Linked DNA regions of Mus musculus: regions 2, 3, 4 and 5 are each linked to region 1. Evidence: chromatin contacts called from public Hi-C, HiCAR-type and promoter capture Hi-C data. All regions are on one chromosome and are shown on one strand. The core of a region is the stretch at or near the end of the contact, and the rest is flanking DNA. Distances in the headings are between cores, read along the strand shown. Region 1 holds the start of Rlim (ring finger protein, LIM domain interacting). Region 2 holds the start of Magee2 (melanoma antigen, family E, 2). Region 3 holds the start of Chic1 (cysteine-rich hydrophobic domain 1). Region 4 has its middle 16 kb from the start of Tsx. Region 5 has its middle 33 kb from the start of Tsx.

Region 1 (3,629 bases), core at 836-3,335:
CTCACTCTAGCCCAGGCTGGCCTGGAACACACTAGGTAGCCCAGACTGGCCTTGAATGAGTTACAATCCTGCTTGATCCTCTTAGGTACTTTGATAACAGGCAAACACTGTGGTGCCCAGCTACACTGGGGCTTTTGACACACATTACCAGATTGTCTTTTAAAAGTTACATGACCTTTGAGCAGGGAAGAGTGAAGAAGGTTTGAAATACCAGTACGAATACTTGGGAAGTAGAAGCTTGACTGTAGATTCAAGGCCAGCCTGGGTCTCATAGACAGACTCTCCATTTTAAAATTTAGTCTCACACTTTAATCTCAGGCTGGTCTGGAATTTATTATGTAGCCCAAGTTGGCCTCCAACTCTCAGCAACCCTCCTGTCTCAGCTTCCCCAGTTCTTGGGTTTTTAGTGTGTGTGTGTGTTTTTGGTTTTTGGAGACAGGGTTTCTCTGTGTAGCCCTGGATGTCCTGGAACTCACTCTGTAGACCAGGCTCGAACTCAGAAATCCACCTGCCTCTGCCTCCCAAGTGCTGGGATTAAAGACGTGCGCCACCACTGCCCGGCGTGTTCTTTTTTTTTTTTTTTAAAGATTTATTTATTTTATGTATGTGATTACACTGTCGCGGTCTACAGACACAGCAGATGAGAGCATCGGATCACATGGCAGACGGTTGGGAGCCACCACGTGGTTGCTGAGAATTGAACTCAGCGCCTCTGGAAAAACAGTCTGTGTGCTTAACCGCTGACTCATCTCTCCAGCTCTTTACCGCGTTCTTAACCGGTGAGATAAACTAAGTGCTTTACAGAAAATTACGTAGGTAATGGAGAAGGTTAAATAGAGTGGTCACGGGTTTCTCTAGGAGGTGAGGTGAGGCCTAGACGATCCATGTAAAAAATATGAAAAGAAAAATATTATAGTGTAGTTTATGTGTGTGCCTTTTTTTTGTTTTTTGTTTTTGTTTTTCGAGACAGGGTTTCTCTGTGTAGCCCTGGCTGTCGTAGAACTCACTCAGTATACCAGGCTGGCCTTAAACTTACACAGAGATCTGCCTGCCTCTGCCTCCTGAGTACTGGCGTTAAAGGCGAGCCACCGTCGACCAGCTTCCAGCTTCCAGCCCAGTTTAAGCAACTGATGTAGCAATAAGTTAGGTTCGTTGGAACAACAGTAAAAAAGTTAGTCTACCTGTTCTTTTATCAGAAAACAGAAAAATAGGGTGGGAACACAGAGACGTACTTTAAAACGGGGTGGGGGCGGTTGGGTTCTTATTCCCTTTAACTGAACAATGGGAACTGAAAGGTGTATGGCGCATTCCCTCTGGTCCTTTCTTTAGGCTTTAGCATCCAATAGACGCTTCCTTAACCGCCCTTTTCGAATTCCCCCACTATCACTTTTTCCCATCCATTTACAAATCGCCACACCCTTTTAAAGTACTCTAGTTAGAGCCTCGAGGAGGCCTTCCCCACCACTTTTTAACATTGCAAATTCACTTTTGTCCCCACGTTTTATGCCTCCACCCACTTCCTCACTTTTAATCTCTAGTATTTAGCAACAAATTGTTTTATAAGTGTGTTCACCCTAGATTACCAAATCCCTTAAGGACTGAGAATTCTTGGACTATTTCAACTTAATTTATGGTTCAACTTCCTCAACATCTACAGCTGTGCTTGAGCTACAGTTGGCATTCGATAAATACATGTTGAATAAAAGGTTGGCTGCCGTCTACACTAGTCTGGACTGTATGGATCAATGCCAGTTACACCGATACTACATTCTTGTTCTCTGTGAAGGGCTTCAAGCGGCCCGACTGTGACGTCCTTCAGCTTTCAAAATGGGAAAGCGAAGGTTCCCACAATTCTCAGAACGCGAATTTCTCGCTACAACTCAAAATGGCGAAGGAGGGTGGGGCCTGTCACATGGTGGGCGTCCCAGTAGCATTTTTTTCCCGACCCGCCGCCCGTCTGGGCGGGTAGTCTGTCCGGCCCCTCCTCTGCCCACCAGGCCTTTTCGAGGGCTCAACTGGGATTGGCTGGCCAGCAGTCTGGGCGGGGGCCTGTGAAGCTGGGAGCGCAGCATCACTTCCTGTTGTGGGCAGTCATTTCCTGTCAGTGCTAGGTAACAATGGGGAAGATAATGGCTGATTGAGCTACGTCTCCGAGCTGGCGCTGTTCTAGAGGCGGGTCTCTTGCCCGGGTTTAGAGGCGGGTTAGAACGCGGCGGCAGCGGCAGCACAGTAGCGCAGCGGAGGTCCCAGTGGCGGCGGCGGAGCCCAGTTGAGTTCCCTCCTGGCCGAAACACCGTGTAAGTGAAGGTACGGGCACCCCGAGAAATGGGATGTCGGACTGGAGGCAGGCAGGGGCCGCGGCCCTCAAAATGGCCCGAGTTGGCCAGCCGCGGCCGAGACACCCACTACGGCCTCCGGACCTGGGCTCCCGGCTGTGGGGGGCTCCGTGGCGTAGTCGCCGCTGCCATTTTAGTTGGGTGGCGTGTGTCGGCCCCGCTCGTGGAAGAAGGGGAAGGAGTCGGGCAGGACTTCCTCTCCCAGGCCGTGGAGTCGGGGCCCGGCCCTCCCGAGCTAAGAACGAACGCCGGGGAGGCGATCCTGGACTCCGGGCCTCAGGCGTGAGGATGGCTCCAGTGCTTCTTACTAAGAGGTTCCCCCCACCCCCCATCGTCGTCGCCCCGCGTTGCGTATCGGGCTAGGGTTTGGGGAAGTGGGGTGGAGGTGCTCTTAATTCGGATGTTGGGAACTCTTGAACCTTCAGATTTTCACAGGATTCGCAGAGCCTCATTTTGAACGCTTCTGTAGGGCATGACCAGTTTGTTAACCTCTGGGGCTACGGTGACAGTCTTCCGGGAGGATCGGAGACAAACGTGGTTTGCTTCCCTGCACCTTTAGCCCTAAGTGTATCCTTGGCCAGATTTTACTAGAAGGGTTTTCCTCCTCACAAGAAAAAAAAAATTAAAAAAACGGAGGGAAAAGACGTTGCGGGTTGTTTTCCCTGGTAAGTGTGGGAATTGAGCCAGACTATTTTCAAGTTAATTTCCGTGTGATCTGCCAGCAGCCCTACCCCTCCCCCACTCAGAAAAAAACCCCTAAGGGTCTCTGCTTCTGCGGGCGGGCGGTACCTGCCACGTACGCCATAGCTTAGTAACTAGTATTAACCGGTTGGGCTTCTGCTTCCTGAATACTCAGTCCCTTTCCCCCTTCTGCTGATTAATTTCAAGATGGAGGAGACAGCCACGTTCTTTTCCTGGACAGTTTCACCATACTTATTCCACAGGTTCGTTTGGCATCTGAGGCCTAGGAGACTAGTTATTTAGGTCATTTTTTTCCTCTTTTGGAGGGGAAAGGGATTTTATATCAGATTCTCATGGGCTCCTGGCAGGCCCCACTGTATATATGTTTTTTTTTCCTAGAAATAAGTTGCTTACATTTCTTGACTTGTAATTAGCCACCGTGCGTTTGAATGATTGAAGACAGAAAGAATAGGAAGTGTAGTCCTAATCATTTCTTTGATTCTTTATAATTAGGAGGCAGGCACAATTACAGGTCCACCTTTTCCTCAAATCAGTTTCTGAAATACAGGTTAAGGATCTAAAAGGACCAACCCAAGCACCCTTTAAGATAAC
Region 2 (3,629 bases), core at 746-3,245, 880 kb before region 1:
TTAGATATCTTCATTGGCTTACAGAATACAAAAATAGATGAATGAATAGAAAATGCAGGTCAGTGTGTCCAGGAGATGACTTCATGGAAGAATGTGCTTGGAATAATGAGAAAGATAGAGAACCAGGTACAGATGAACTTGTTAAGGGATTGAATGCCAAGAAGTGGGACTGAGATATCATTTCAGAGTTAAGGTGTTGTTTTTCCTTTTGATGTTGCTTCCCTTTACTAGATGGGAAAAATAAGTCCAACTCCCACTATGAGTGAGGTTTTATTTCTAGCAAGTAGAGAGGATTTAAAACAAACAAACAAACAAACTAAACTTAGTTTTACTTTGAGAAACACCAATCTAAGACAAAGAACACATTACCTTCTGGAGACTGGGAAAACTCGAGTAAAAGATCCTTCCAAACTGACCCAAGTTGTACAGTTGCAGCAGCTAAGAGGGCACTGGTTTTCACAAGACTCTCCTAAGGCATGATCAACAGATCAGCACACAGCACACATTCTGTCTTATAGAACATGAATACACATTTGTGTAGTAAACACAAGTCCCTTTTGCCCAGTTTGGGCAAAATACTTGATCCTGTATCTCCTACTTTTCTATTATAGTAGAGTGTACATTTTAAAAAGAAAGATGTGGAAAATGTCATGGGTGCATGTCAGTGAGTGGCCTCTGAAGGAATTTCAGGGCAGTGGATCACTGAATGTAAAACAGTAACCATTACCATCAAGAATGTGGAAGGACTTCAAATGTGGCTGCAGATGACAATCTGACATATTTTTTCTTCCTTCCTTCCTTTCATTGAATTCCTGGATTACAACTGAGCTTTTAGCCTAACTACTGTGGCAGCACTCCAAGAAAATAGAGCAACCCAACTTTCTTCCTGGCCAGAGTGTTTGGACTATGGGTCAGTCCTCAAATACACATGTACAAACCTACTCTTGTGTGCAGCCCTAAACAGTTCTGACATACAGGGAAAAAGCCAGTCCTTCCTGTTTAGCCACCTCTGTCCTTGTCTCCCACCCATACTCTAGCCGACATGGATAACTGGCAGTTACACACCCTCATACTTTATTCTCATACTTCTGGACCTTTCTTGATGTTACCAAACGCTACAACACCCTTGCAAAGCATGAACTCTTCCCATTCCTCTGATCACTTAGAGCTCAGCTCCTCTGACTCTTTTTCAGCAACTACCTCCAATCCAAGACACTTCAGACAAAACTGACATTCACTACTTCTGTGTTTGTGCTATATGTAAATTGACTTGTGCTGGTTTCCATCAATTTTATCTGAGACGCGTTTATAAAATAGAACTAAGAACTCCTTGAAAGTCAGATGGTGTGATAGAAAAGTGCTTATGTTCTGGGCTCTGATAAAAGGATTCAAGCCGGATCTCTTTCCCTTGTAGCTGCCCGAGTTTTTACAGTCAAACTCACCTCCCTGTGCCAGTTTTCTCATCTTTAAGATGAACACCATTTAGACTAGTTAAGACTCAGTGATTTTAATATGAGAAAAGTGAAACACTAGGTCTGTTACCTAGTAAGGGCTAGATAAAGGGTTGGCGCGCATCACCACTGGTTGAAGGAACCCTAGAATGCATGGTCTGCAAGCTCCATATGGGAAGGAATAATCAATTTGTCCTCACAGCAATCAGTGATGCATCTCACAAATACAAAGCAGTGTGCCTGAAATGGGCATAGTCTCAAGAAATAATCTGTTTAGTTGGCGGAGGCCTTAATGACTCTACAATTATCATAAATACCGCCCCCATCCTCTATTAAGCCTTACCAAGGTGCTTAATACCTCGCAGAAAAACTAGAAAAACGTTCCCTTCCTCTAATTCTTCTACTTCATCTCCGTTGTTCCTTTGTGCGAATTTGATTCCCTAATAAGTTCGAACCCCACAGCAAGCCTGGCCTTTCAGTCAGTAGTGGGAGGGGGCGGGAGAGGAAGCCTGAGCGGGGCGTGGTCACCACATTGCAGAGCTTGAGTGCGCCTGCGTAGGATGCGGCAAAGCTAGGTGCTCTTAGGCTTTCCTTCATTGCTGGCTACTGCTTTTGTAAAAGGATCGCCTGTCTCGCCAGCTCTCACTTTCGAACCGCACAGCTCCTGAGTATCAGGCTTCGGCTCTGAGCTGAGCTGCCAACACACCTCAGATCCTCCCTGCGACGGATCGCTGACCTCCGCGTTCGCGTTCCTGTCTCCTGGAACCATGTCTCTGGTAAGCCAGAATGCGCGCCAAAGCAGCGCAGAGACTACCGCCGATTACAGCAACAGCCAGGGTGAAATGCAGGCTACTAATGCCTCCGGGCCTGCCACCTCCATGCTAGCCCTCGAAGCTCCCCAGGGCCCTGAGATTCCAAACGATCCACAGGGAGCCAGCGCTTCCCAGGCTGTGCGGGACCCGAGTGACATCGAGGTTCTCATCGACGAGCAGTCCCGACGTTTGGGGGCGCTCAGGGTCCACGACCCTCTTGAAGAGAGGTCGGTTGCTTTAGTGAATTTCATGCGCATGAAAAGCCAAAATGAGGGGTCTATCCGACAGTCAGAAATGCTGGAGTTTCTCAAAGAATACTCAGATCAGTTCCCTGAGATACTCAGACGAGCCTCAGCTCATCTGGATCGGGTCTTTGGGTTGAATCTGAGAGTCCTTGATCCTCAGATGGACACTTACAACCTAATCAGCAAACCAGGTCCCCAGACCACTGAACGGCTAGCAGAGACCCTGGACATACCAAAAGCGGGTCTCCTGGCCTTGGTCCTAGGCCATATTCTCTTGAATGGCAACCGGGCAAGAGAGGCCTCCATTTGGGACCTGCTGTTAAAGGTGGATGTGATAGATGGGTCTCAGAGGATCAACAACCAGTTTGGGAACACAAGAAACCTCCTTACTATTGACTTTGTCCATATGCGATTTTTGGAGTACTGGCCAGTATATGGCACTAATCCCCTTGAATTTGAGTTCCTGTGGGGCTCTAGAGCTCACAGTGAAATCACAAAGATGGAAGCCCTGAAGTTTGTAGCAGAGGCCCATGATGAAGAACCCTGGAGCTGGCCAGAAGAATATAACAAAGCTCTGGAAGCTGACAAAGCCAAAGAGAGAAGCCAGGCTGCTGGCTTAGAGTTCTGGTCAGAGGACACTATGAATGATAAAGCAAATGAATTGGTCCAGTTGGCCATTGGTGTCACTGAGGAGTTGCTGCCTATCCATCAGGATGAGCTATTTGCTAATACTGGCAAAGAATTCCAGGATGTGTTCCCAAATATCCTCAGCAGAGCCACTCTAATCCTTGATCTGTTTTATGGGTTCTCTCTGATTGAGGTTGATACCAGTGAGCACATCTACCTCCTTGTCCCCCAACCAGAATCAGAAGAAGAACAAGTAATGCTAGAGAGCCTGGGCAGACCCACCCAAGAATACTTGATGCCAATCCTGGGTTTGATCTTCCTGATGGGCAACCGTGTCAAAGAGGCCAAGATCTGGAACTTACTCCAGAGATTCAGTGTTGATGTAGGGAGGAAACATGCCATCACCTGTAAGCTAATGAGGCAACGCTACCTAGAATGCAGGCCGCTCTCCTACTCGAATCCAGTTGAATACGAGCTGCTCTGGGGTCCTCGGG
Region 3 (3,629 bases), core at 395-2,894, 620 kb after region 1:
AATTAAGAGATAGCGTACACACTGGATGATTTCGTACTAGCACTCAATTGAGTCAAAGGGACTATGTGAGCCATGATAAAAATTAAAGAGAGTGTGACTTGATAGGAAGGCGCAAATATAGTTTGAAAATGCAGTAAAAGACACCACAGTCAAGAGCATGAACACGACACCATATTCAAACTCTCAAGTATGTGCAATCCAAGCAATAAAAATGAGGAAGCACTCTTCAAAGCCCAGTGATCAATTTTTTTCTTACTGTGCAACAAAGATGATAAGAAGTCCTTGCACACTTTATTTCCTTAAATATGACATAGGATTCAATGTAAAAGAAGTCATCTGGGTTGAGTTTTAAAGAAATTAAACTCAATTCATTAAGGGCTAATTTCTATATACTTAATATACTTAATATTTGTATATTTAATGTCTGGACATACACGATTCCCTGTAGACATCTTAAATTATTTCAGAGCCAAAGGGGGTTAGAAACCACGCACTCAGAACCCTTCATTTTGGAGATGAGGAACCCAAGGCCTGGAAGTAAGAATCAACTGACCAAGGTCACAGTGCCAGTAAGAAGGGAAACTGAGATTTAGCAACCAAGATCTCTCACTCTGTATCCATTGCTCTTTCTACTTTGCATAGGTTCCTATTAACCTGAAACTCTAAGGATATGATATTAAAGGAACGTCAGAGTAGTGCGTTCAACAGAGAAAGGATGACGATATTCATTCATTAGGTAGGAAGAATGGATGGACAAATATGTGGGTGGATGAATACTTATATTATTCACAAAATGCATCACATTTTTGTTTTGTTTTGTTTTTGAAGAACCCAAACCTAGATCATGTCACCTGCCACAGCAGTCGCCGTTTTCCACTAGCCATCAATCTTGGCAGCAGAGAAGTCTAGTACATCCTGCAGTTTAGAGACTATTCACTTGCCAGCGCACGAACGAGCAGATCGCCCCTACTTCAGTCTCTCTGGCTCCCTACCCTGCAACTCCATGTCCTATGCTCACTCTTTCCTCAGGGTCGATGCAGCGTTATCTCCCACCCCCTTCTTTTACACGATACCTATTCAACCTGCGGTTTTGCCATTTTGACCAGGTGCCCTTTGCTAAGAGTACGCTTTAGTCAGCCCTCCCCCCACTCCGCAGGCCCCTCAATGCCCTTCTCATTCGGTTTGTCGTCAAATCTCAGCCTCTGCAAGCCCCCGACCCCAATCGCTTACACAGTGATGTGGCCGGCGCCGCGCACCAACACAGGGTCTGGGGCATATCTCCGCAGATGCTCCTCGCTCACTACCCGAGGCGGGGGCGGCACCTCCTCCTCCTCTTCTTCCTCGTCCTCCTCCTCTTCATCCTCCTCTTCTTCCTCCTCCTCATCTTCCTCGTCCTCATCGGGCCCAGATACCGACGACGACGACGACGACGACGGAGACGACGATGGAGACGACGACGATGTTGCTGCCTCTTCTTCTTCCTCCAATTCCGAGATGGTGTCGAACTCCGCCATGTTGGGCAGCAGGATGCTCATCACGTGACCGCACGATAGCCGCCACTCTCCCGGAGAAGAGTTTGAACCTGCGGAGCTGCTGGGAGAGGAGGGGGAACAGACTGAAGAGAAAGAGGAGGGGGCGGGGAAAGCGCTTGAGGAGACGCGCCTGCGTGTTGGGTAGATGGCGCGGGGGTTGGAGGCGGGGGCATGAGGGACCAGGGAGTAAATTCGGTGTACGCTTGCGCGCCTCCAAGGGGAGGGGGCCGGTAGAGGTGAACTCCAGGGAATTCTCGAGGTCCGGTCTGCGGGTGCTGATCTTCATACTGCGTTTCGGACGTCAGTCTCTTGTACACAGGGGACGTTCTCGTTTTAGTGTCTGTTAATTAATGCGGGATATATTTGCCTTTATGCAGACAGTTGAGGTAAAGCAAATTCTATAAAAGAGAGTTTAGGACATTGCCCAAAATATCTCAAGGTACGCATATGTCATTCCCTTACGCAGAGATTGTTCAATTCTGAGAAAAGGGTAAACATTTTTCAAAGGAGGAAACTTTCTATTAATTTCTTACGTTGAATGGTACTTTGCGGACTTGCTAAGCATCATAGACTGTGCTAAGTGCTCTGTGTACTTATCTCATTTAATCTCCCCACAACCCTATGAGGGGTGTACCACATTGAGTCTCATATCACACAAGGGCAATCTATATACAAAGAGAATAAATAATTTGTCCAAAGACATGGAACTAATAAATGACAATGAGCTTTTAAATCCAGAGTCTCGTCTGACTCCCAAAGCTCTGTTCTTTTAGCCAAACAGCCATGGTGCCTAAAGTTGATTGGAAAGAATGGGCGAAGTGGTGCATTTTGGTTGGTTCTTATAAATAAGGATACACAGGTTTGCAATGGGTGTTCTGAAGCCGGCATAGTGGCACATACCTCTAAGCCCAGCATTTGGGAGGCAGAAGCAGGAGAATCTTTTGAGCCTAGCTTACAGAGCTCATTCTAGGACAGCTAGGGTTACAAAGAGAAAAAGAGAAACCCTTCTGGGAAGGGAGGGAGGGAGGGAGAGAGGGAGGGAGAAAGAGAGAGAGAGAGAGAGAGAGAGAGAGAAGGGAGAGAGAGAGAGAGAGAGAGAGAGACTGGGGTTGGAGAAGAGGAGCTGTAGAGTGTGCAGCAGAGGGTATGCCAGTTTAGAGACACATTAATTAACGTCACCCATTCTATAGATTCCAAGCTGTATTCTTTCAAATACCATAGCTCATGTAATTCAAACACTCTTGTGAGGTAGGCATCTTTATATGTCTTTTATAGATGAAGAACTGATGGGCTGGAGAGATGGCTCATCAGAAGCACTGGCTTTTCCAGAGGGGCCTGGTTCAATTCCCAGCACCCACATGCCTGCTCACAAGTGTCTGTAACTCCAGTTTCTCCAGGGATCTGACACCCTTACATAGGCATACCTGTAGGCAAAACACTGATGTACATGAAGTTAAAAAAATCATTAAAAAAGAGGAAGAGTTGAATATCAGAAAATTTAAACAATTCATTCAGGTCGGTAGTGACTTGCTCTCTTTTTTTTCCCATTCAAACATTCTACCTCATCTTTACATTGCTAAAATACATAGATTACCTATTTTGAGTTACTAGGTAATGCACCAACTGGTTCATATCTGTCAGTGGCACCGAATTTTGCAATTAAGACTATAAAGTTGTGCAGCTCCTCTGTAATAGAATAAATATTGAGGTCCTCTATACTAATACCAGCTTTTCTTCTCCTTCAGATGTAGTAGAGCATCCATTCTGACAGAACTGGGGGTTTAGAATGAGCCTGGTATCAGCAGAATAGTGGTAATAAGCAAAATATTTGGGCATATGAGGAGGGGAGTAATCTGTTATAAGAGAGATTGTTCAAAATATCAAGGAATTGGCGTTATTAATATTAAATGTTTCCACTATATTCAATAGCTTGGCTATTTTGGAATTGAAAAGTAAGCTGTAACATTTTCTATAAGGAATAAATGTAGCATTTTGTTGCATAAAGAGCTTTTCTTTAGCTAGAGATTAGGATAAAAGAAAGAATCTTAAAATATTCCATAATAATTGTTGGCTTTCCTGGTGCTTTGAAACATATAT
Region 4 (3,629 bases), core at 330-2,829, 580 kb after region 1:
GAGACTGAGGAAATGACCAATGAATATCAGCCCAACTTGAGACCCATCCCTGACACTATTAATACTCTGTTATGCTTGCAGACAGGAAGCTAGCATGATTGTCCTCTGAGAGGCTCCACCCAGAAGCTGAGTCAAATGAATGTAGACACTCACAGCTAAACAGTGGATGGAGCTTGGGGACTCTTATGGAAGAATAGGAGGAGGAACTGTGGGTCCCAGAGGGGATAGGAACTCCATTGATAGACCAACAGAGTCAACTAACCTGGACCCAAACCATACACAGGCTGGACCTAGGCCTCCTTTTCATATGTAGCAGATGTGCACCTCAGTTGTCATGTGGGTCCTGAACAACTGGGGCAGGAGCTATCCCAAAAGCTGTTGCCTGTCTGTGGGATATGTTCTTTTAGCTGGGCTGCCTTGTCAGGCCTCAGTGGGAGAGGAAGCACCTAGTGTCACAGAGACTTGATATGCCCAGGGAAGTGGAAGGAGATACCCAGGAGGGGCCCCACCCTCTCAGAGGAGAAGGGGAGAGGGAGATGGGGGAAGAATTGTGGGAGGGGGTTACCAGGAAGGGGGCTGTGAGTGGGATGTAAAGTGAGTAAAAAAAATGTATAACATGAATAAAAGAGCTTGCTTTAATTAATTTGGCTCTGATGATCTGAGTCGGTGGCCTTTCTCCTCCCACATTTGGGATTAACAGTAAGATTAAATAAACCCTTAAATCAATCCCAGTTTTGGTCTGATTCCTTCTTTCCCGGTTTTCCCTTTTTGCAACAGGAATGCTTTGTGTCATTGTGCTTTGGCAGTATGTAACTTGTTTTTGATGTTTTAACTGCTTAGGTAGAGCTGTGTTTTTAGGAGGCTTTGGACTGGACTTTTGAGCAATACTGAAACAGTTAAGACTTTAGGGATTTTTTTTTTTTTTTTTTTGGTTTTTTGAGACAGGGTTTCTCTGTATAGCCCTGGCTGTCCTGGGACTCACTTTGTAGACCAGGCTGGCCTCGAACTCAGAAATTTGCCTGCCTCTGCCTCCGGAGTGTTGGGATTTTAAAGGCGTGCGCCACCACCGCCCGGCGAATTTAGGGATTTTTACGGACTGAAAGCATCTTGCTTTATTGTTACCCAGCACCCAGACTCATAAAATGGCTGCCACTGACCAGGTATAGTGGCATGGTGCATGCCTGCGATCCAGGCAAGTTGGGAATGTTAAGGCAGAACACTGCCTGTGAGTTTGGGGCTAACCTGGTGGGTTTCAGGCTACCTTGTGTGTGACTGTGGTCTGGCCACCTTTAAAAGAAGTAACAACAAAACAAAGAGCAGAGAACACCCAAAACCAAAAAGTAAAAAATAAAATAAAATAATTCCTTAAAACAACCCCCTCCCCCAAAAAACCTTAGGCTGTTACTTTTTCTGTATTTTTAAAAGAATTGAGAATGGAAATTGGTAAAGGAAAATGAGTTTACTTATAATTTGGACAAGGCAGGGAAAGAAAGATTCATTGTCTCTTCCTTGTCATGCGGAAATTCAGGGTTCTCAGTATGGACTCAGTCTTGTTAACAAAAGAATCTAACAAAAGAATCACAGGTAGACACGGTGGTGCATGCCTTGAATGGAGCACTTGGGAGCCAGAGGTAGGTAGGTGTATCTCCGAGGCCAGCCTGGTCTACATAGGGAGTTTCAGGCCATGCAAGGATATATATATTTATTGTAAGTCAGTGTTCCCTCCACCTCTTCCCCCCAAAAGGACAGACCAAAAAAAAAAAATTCAAACAATAACAAACAATAAAACTCCCACAGCCTAGCCTCAAGAAAAAAACAGATAGGCATACAGAGGATGCAAGCTGTCAATCTCAGCAGTTGCCAGGAGGAGGGAGAGAAAAGAGAAAGAGGAAGCCCTGCTTTTTGAGTTAGGATCCAAGGTGGCATGTTCAGTAATAATGCAGGTTGACAAGAATTTGTAGGATGGTCTCCAGGCCCACCTGGATTAATTATTATTATTATTTAAAAAATTATTGACTTCCTGTGTATGGATGTATGAGTGCCTGTGTAAATTTATGTGCACCCCAGACCCATAGTGCTCTTGGAGACCAGAGAGTACTGGATCCCCTGGACCTTGAGTTACAGGAGGTGGGAGCCACTTGATGTGGGAGCTGGGAACTGAATATGAGTCTTCTGCAGGAGCAATAAGCCCTCAACCACTGAACCATCCCTCCAGCCATGGGCTAACTGTTGAGGGTGGAGACGCTAGTATGCTCTTTTTCTAATCTTTGGAGTGATCAGAATGTCAGTTTCCACCTAGAGCCAGAGGCAGAGCTCAGAATCCATTCTTTCCACCGGGAGGAAGTTTAGCTTTCACTTAAAGGAACTCTCCACCCGGGCAAGAGAACTTTAAGTTGTAAATTGGACGGGGCAGGCAATGGGAGTACAGGTGAATAGAGGACCACGCCAGAAAGGTCCATCCACAAGGCTACTAACCCTATCTACCTAACAACAGCATTAAACTTGGAAGAGGTGAACAGAAAGCAGCAGATACACATATGGTAACCTGAGCATGAGGTAAGCTGTTAGAATAGTGGGAAATCTCTTCTTCCACCAGCATGGGGTTACTGGGCAAGTTTGAATTGGTGGGGCTCCATTATTTTAGGGCTCCTATTTTACTGTGAGATGGACATAAACCCTTGGAAGTCATCCACACCAATTTTTTCTAGACTTTTCCAATACATTTGTTTCTATTGTGTTCTATGTGTTTTCTCTGTTTTCATTTTGTTTTTTGAGACAGGGTTTCTCCATGTAGCCCTGGCTGTCCTGGAACTCACTTTGTAGACCAGGCTGGCCTCAAACTCAGAGATCCTCCTGGTTCCACCTCCTGAGTGCTGGGATTAAAGGTGTGCTACACTACTGCTCAGCTTTTCAACTTGCTCTTTTCAAAGAACCACTGTCATTGTCAACAACTTCCACTGACAGAACTAGGCTTATTTTTATGTGCTCTGTGTATGTGTATTTTTGAGAGTTCATGTGTGCCTATGGAGGCTGGAAAGCTGAGCTCTGAACTGCTGAGCCATCCTTCTAACCCTTATTTTGCTATTTTCGATGAATTTTGCAAAGGCATTTTTTAAAAAATCTAGTATAACTGGATTAATCACCTGAATACAACTTAAGTAGAAGATGCTGATAAGGAGTAACTTGCTGGTAAGACGCAGGACTTGCTAAGCACTTTCATATTTCTACACTCTACGCTTAAACATTTATGTTTAGTAAGATCATTCAAAAACAGCTTTCTACTTAGCCATATGTCAAACACTGGGTACAATGAAGGTTCCCAAAGCCAATAAATGGCATGAATTACTACTTATACAATCAGACACAATACTACTCAATGGGAGGAGAGGCAATATGCAAAGTGTTGTCATTAAAAGGAAGCTTCAAGTAATAGTGATCTCTACAAAGTGATTTATCATTGTTATCAGTAGTTTCAGCCCTGATTATTAGCCCCAGCTGGCCTGGAACTTGCTATGTAGACCATGCTGACTTTGAATTTACTATAATCTTCCTGCTTCAGGCTCTGGAGTGCTGGGATTAGAGGTCTGTGCCACTACACCTGGCTTGTTGAGTTATGGTGTTCGATTGCT
Region 5 (3,629 bases), core at 724-3,223, 530 kb after region 1:
TCTTTTCCGCTCTAGACTGCAGTTTATTACCCACGCCAGGCTTATTGAACGCTTTGCATATCTACCTGTAACATTTTAGCCAACCATCTCTACGCTATCCCAGACATTTTCATCACCTCTGCTCTGCCCAGCAGACATTTTAGTCGACCTCTAGGGGTTGGTTATAAGGCAGGGATTTTAGCGATCTCCCCAGGTCCCTGGCGGCGGCAGGCATTTTAGTGATAGCCCAGGTCCCCGGTGGCAGGCATTTTAGCGATAGCCCAGGTCCCCGGTGGCAGGCATTTTAGCGATCTTCCAGATCCCCAGTGGCAGACATTTTAGTGATAGCCCAGGTCCCCGGTGGCAGGCATTTTAGTGATAGCCCAGGTCCCCGGTGGCAGGCATTTTAGCGATCTTCCAGATCCCCAGTGGCAGACATTTTAGTGATAGCCCAGGTCCCCGGTGGCAGGCATTTTAGTGATAGCCCAGGTCCCCGGTGGCAGGCATTTTAGCGATCTTCCAGATCCCCAGTGGCAGACATTTTAGTGATAGCCCAGATCCCCGGTGGCAGGCATTTTAGTGACCTCCCAGATCCCTGGTGGCAGGCATTTTAGTGATAGCCCAAGTCCCCCGTGGCAGACATTTTAGTGACCTCCCAGTAAGCGGTGGCAGGCATTTTAGCGACCTCCCAGATCCCCGGTGGCAGGCATTTTAGTGATAGCCCAGATCCTCGACGGCAGGCATTTTAGTGACCTCCCAGATCCCCGGTGGCAGGCATTTTAGTGACCTACCAGGTCCCCGGTGGCAGGCATTTTAGTGATAGCCCAAGTCCCCCGTGGCAGACATTTTAGTGACCTCCCAGTAAGCGGTGGCAGGCATTTTAGCGACCTCCCAGATCCCCGGTGGCAGGCATTTTAGTGATAGCCCAGATCCTCGACGGCAGGCATTTTAGTGACCTCCCAGATCCCCGGTGGCAGGCATTTTAGTGACCTACCAGGTCCCCGGTGGCAGGCATTTTAGTGACCTCCCAGGTCCCCGGTGGCAGGCATTTTAGTGATAGCCCAGATACCCGGTGGCAGGCATTTTAGTGATAGCCCAAGTACCCCGTGGCAGACATTTTAGTGACCTCCCAGTACCCGGTGGCAGGCATTTTAGTGATAGCCCAGGTCCCCGGTGGTAGGCATTTTAGTAAAGTCTCCCAGTCCCAGGCATCCATTTGAGCCATTAGTCCGGGAACGTGGCATGTATGTTAGCTATCTTTCCAGGTCCCTGACCGGTAGTCTAACCACCTGTAAGGGACAGACATTTTAAATTTTGGCTCCAGGACCCAGCAGACATTTTAGTTATTCCTCCGTTATGCGGCAGGCATTTTAACTATCGGTTCGGGACTACGCAGGCATTTTACCTTCATCTCCGCATAGCTGGCAAGCATTTTAGGAATCTTTCTGCTGCTTGGCAATCACTTTAACCATCTCTTCCGCTGTCCCGCAAGCACGTAGCCATCGCTCCACTGTCCTGAAAGCACTTTGCCACTGTCCCACTGTCCCGCAAGCACTTAGCCACCTCTCCCCTGTCCCGCAAGCACTTAGCCATCGCCCCACTGTCCTGCAAGCACTTAGCCATCGCCCCACTATCCCGCAAGAATTTCAGCCACCTCTCCACCACCCCAACAAGGACTTCGGGCACCTCTCCACCGTCCCGCAGGCACTTTAGGCATCTGCCCTCTCCTTAGCCCGCATCTCACCCACCGCTCCGCTCTGGCCACCTGTCTAGCTGGCTATCACGCTCTTCTTCCATCACGCGCTTGCCGCAGCCGCCTCCCGGGAGTGGATGCAGGACTCAAGATGCGTGGATATCTCGGAAAGTGAGAACAGAGCAAGGGCGCCGAGCGCAAGTGTGTAGCGCTTGCAGGTACTTTTGGGACCGAGTGGAGCACGACGTAGCGCCTCACCGGATCTTGCGAGATTGCGCCTGACACAAGCGCTGCACTGAGGGTTTGAGGGAGTGTGGGGCGGGACCTAAGGCTCTTGAGGCGCGGGATCCTGCTGAGAGGGTGTGGTTAGCACACTTGACCACCTGCGCAGAGAAGAGGGGGCAGAGCTTAGGGGAACAGAGCATGGACCTTGTGGGAGTCACAGAAAAGAATGGCTGCAACCTGAGCCCATTTGCCTTTGAGAGCTGGGAAAGCTAGGCCAGCAGGTAGCAGCTTGCCTGGTCGAATGGCCCTTGGTGAGTGTTGGAATGCTGGAAACCCAGAGACCAAAGCTGCCAGGCTCAGCTCCAACACAGTCTCATTTGTTTGGTTTGTGGCAGACTGCCTGCACCCCAACCCTTTCCTCCCCAGTCTTGCCTCCTCCTGCCCCCTCTCTTAAACTCTTACGGTCTCAAAGACTGGGTTTGAGGGAAACCTACTGTAATGGATTGATATACTTCTCCTTCAATTGACAAGAGACTTAATGTCCTAGAGAAAAATTTTCCTTAAACTGTACATATCCAAATTTCAAAAAATGTATAACAGTCAGTATCAATGCAAACTGAGCAATCTGCCTAGGTACCTATAAACACACAAGATACCTATAAACACACAAGATACCTATAAACACACAAGATACCTATAAACACACCTAGATACCTATAAGCACACAAGAAGCTTATAGAGCACCAATTAGACTGGAACAGAAAAGAAAATCCTCCTGCCACATAATAACCCAATTTTCTTTTCAAAGAATTTTTTAAAAATATTTTTATTTTATGTGTGTGGGTGTGTGCAGAGCCCATAGAGGCCGGATGAGAGCATCAGATCTCCCTGCAGCTGGAGGTACAGGCGTCTGTGAGCTGGTACTCGAGTGTTTGGGAATCGAACCTGGGTCCTCTGCAAATGCAGCCACTGCTCTTAGCCACTGTACCATCATTTTAACCCCAATGTCAATTTTCAGTCCCCAAAGCTTTGCTGGTATGTGATACAAATTTTATAAAAGTAGAAAATGAGGAGAACTTCTTTGCAAAGAAATAGGATGTAGCCCAAGGGAGGAAACAAAAAACCCTCTGAGTGAAAAAGGCAGATTCTTCAAGTAAAATGAATACAAAAATCCCCAAGAATGTGATATTTTGGCAAAAGCCCTCTATACCATCCAGGTCTGAAATATTAAAAGAATTAGAGCCTTTCACCAGGTGGTGGCGGCGCACGCCTTTAATCCCAGCACTCAGGAGGCAGAGGCAGGCAGATTTCTGAGTTCGAGGCCGGCCTGGTCTACAAAGCGAGTTCCAGGACAGCCAGGGCTATATAGAGAAACCCTGTCTCGAAAAACAAAAACAAAAACAAACCAAAAAAACCAACAAAACAAAACAAACAAACAAAAAAGAATTCTAGCATCTTTCACATACAAAAGAAAGTACCGAGGAAAAGCTGGAATGGAGCTCTTTCATGTTCTTCCTTGAGTTCTTTGAACTGAAACAAATGATGGAAAATGGCTTCTCCCCAGAAGCCATCAATTCTCAGTAGAAATTCAAGAAGCCCATTCATGAAAATTCATGGAAGGCCACAGGAAGCTGCACCCAAGCTAATCACCTACCTTTGCCAAGTATACTGAAATAGCTCCATGTTCTTAGTATGTCTACTGTTCCGTGTGCTTGGCACAGGTCTGTAATTG

The links. A called contact is a pair of places that touch in the nucleus more often than the background predicts. HiCAR-type assays count read pairs that join an accessible place to other places. Capture Hi-C pulls out chosen DNA fragments and counts their contacts.
Region 2: a contact with region 1 is called in a HiCAR-type map of astrocytes, with 5 times the contacts expected there. The contact joins the promoter of Magee2 here to the promoter of Rlim in region 1. A contact is called at or near these places in 6 of 39 promoter capture datasets (cranial neural crest, embryonic stem cells, frontonasal cranial neural crest and 3 more), 1 of 484 Hi-C or Micro-C datasets (cortical neurons) and 4 of 115 datasets of contacts at active chromatin or transcription factors (astrocytes, cardiomyocytes, embryonic forebrain and 1 more).
Region 3: a contact with region 1 is called in a promoter capture Hi-C map of liver, with 2.2 times the contacts expected there. The contact joins the promoter of Chic1 here to the promoter of Rlim in region 1. A contact is called at or near these places in 3 of 39 promoter capture datasets (liver and stem cell-derived epiblast-like cells), 1 of 115 datasets of contacts at active chromatin or transcription factors (astrocytes) and 1 of 9 other capture datasets (liver).
Region 4: a HiCAR-type map of embryonic stem cells shows a contact between it and region 1, with 8 times the contacts expected there. The contact joins the enhancer-like site here to the promoter of Rlim in region 1. A contact is called at or near these places in 2 of 39 promoter capture datasets (cranial neural crest and liver), 1 of 484 Hi-C or Micro-C datasets (B cells) and 2 of 115 datasets of contacts at active chromatin or transcription factors (embryonic stem cells and epiblast stem cells).
Region 5: a Hi-C map of embryonic stem cells shows a contact between it and region 1, with 8 times the contacts expected there. The contact joins the enhancer-like site here to the promoter of Rlim in region 1. A contact is called at or near these places in 1 of 39 promoter capture datasets (embryonic stem cells), 3 of 484 Hi-C or Micro-C datasets (the G1E-ER4 cell line and embryonic stem cells), 14 of 115 datasets of contacts at active chromatin or transcription factors (acute myeloid leukemia, embryonic forebrain, embryonic stem cells and 6 more) and 2 of 9 other capture datasets (embryonic stem cells and liver).

Annotation. Positions count from the first base shown.
Region 1 is chrX:103,979,741-103,983,369 of GRCm38.p6, reverse strand. Rlim (ring finger protein, LIM domain interacting) reads left to right here and starts at 2,085. Exons shown (of 5, transcript NM_011276.4): 1 at 2,085-2,307.
Region 2 is chrX:104,855,633-104,859,261 of GRCm38.p6, reverse strand. It overlaps Magee2 (melanoma antigen, family E, 2), which reads left to right and starts at 1,995. Exons shown (of 1, transcript NM_053206.2): 1 at 1,995-3,629. The coding sequence starts at 2,219.
Region 3 is chrX:103,354,491-103,358,119 of GRCm38.p6, reverse strand. Chic1 (cysteine-rich hydrophobic domain 1) reads right to left here and starts at 1,644. Exons shown (of 6, transcript NM_009767.2): 1 at 1,231-1,644. The coding sequence starts at 1,535.
Region 4 is chrX:103,396,626-103,400,254 of GRCm38.p6, reverse strand. It overlaps a transcript of Chic1 not described here. Among named protein-coding and RNA genes, the nearest start is that of Tsx, 16 kb to the left of the region's middle. Within about 2 kb of position 1,579, at least 3 of the 459 cell types and tissues checked have an H3K27ac peak or open chromatin away from gene starts, as enhancers often do. A contact at or near this core is called in embryonic stem cells, where this site is marked.
Region 5 is chrX:103,446,070-103,449,698 of GRCm38.p6, reverse strand. It overlaps Tsix. Among named protein-coding and RNA genes, the nearest start is that of Tsx, 33 kb to the right of the region's middle. Within about 2 kb of position 1,973, at least 55 of the 459 cell types and tissues checked have an H3K27ac peak or open chromatin away from gene starts, as enhancers often do. A contact at or near this core is called in the G1E-ER4 cell line and embryonic stem cells, where this site is marked.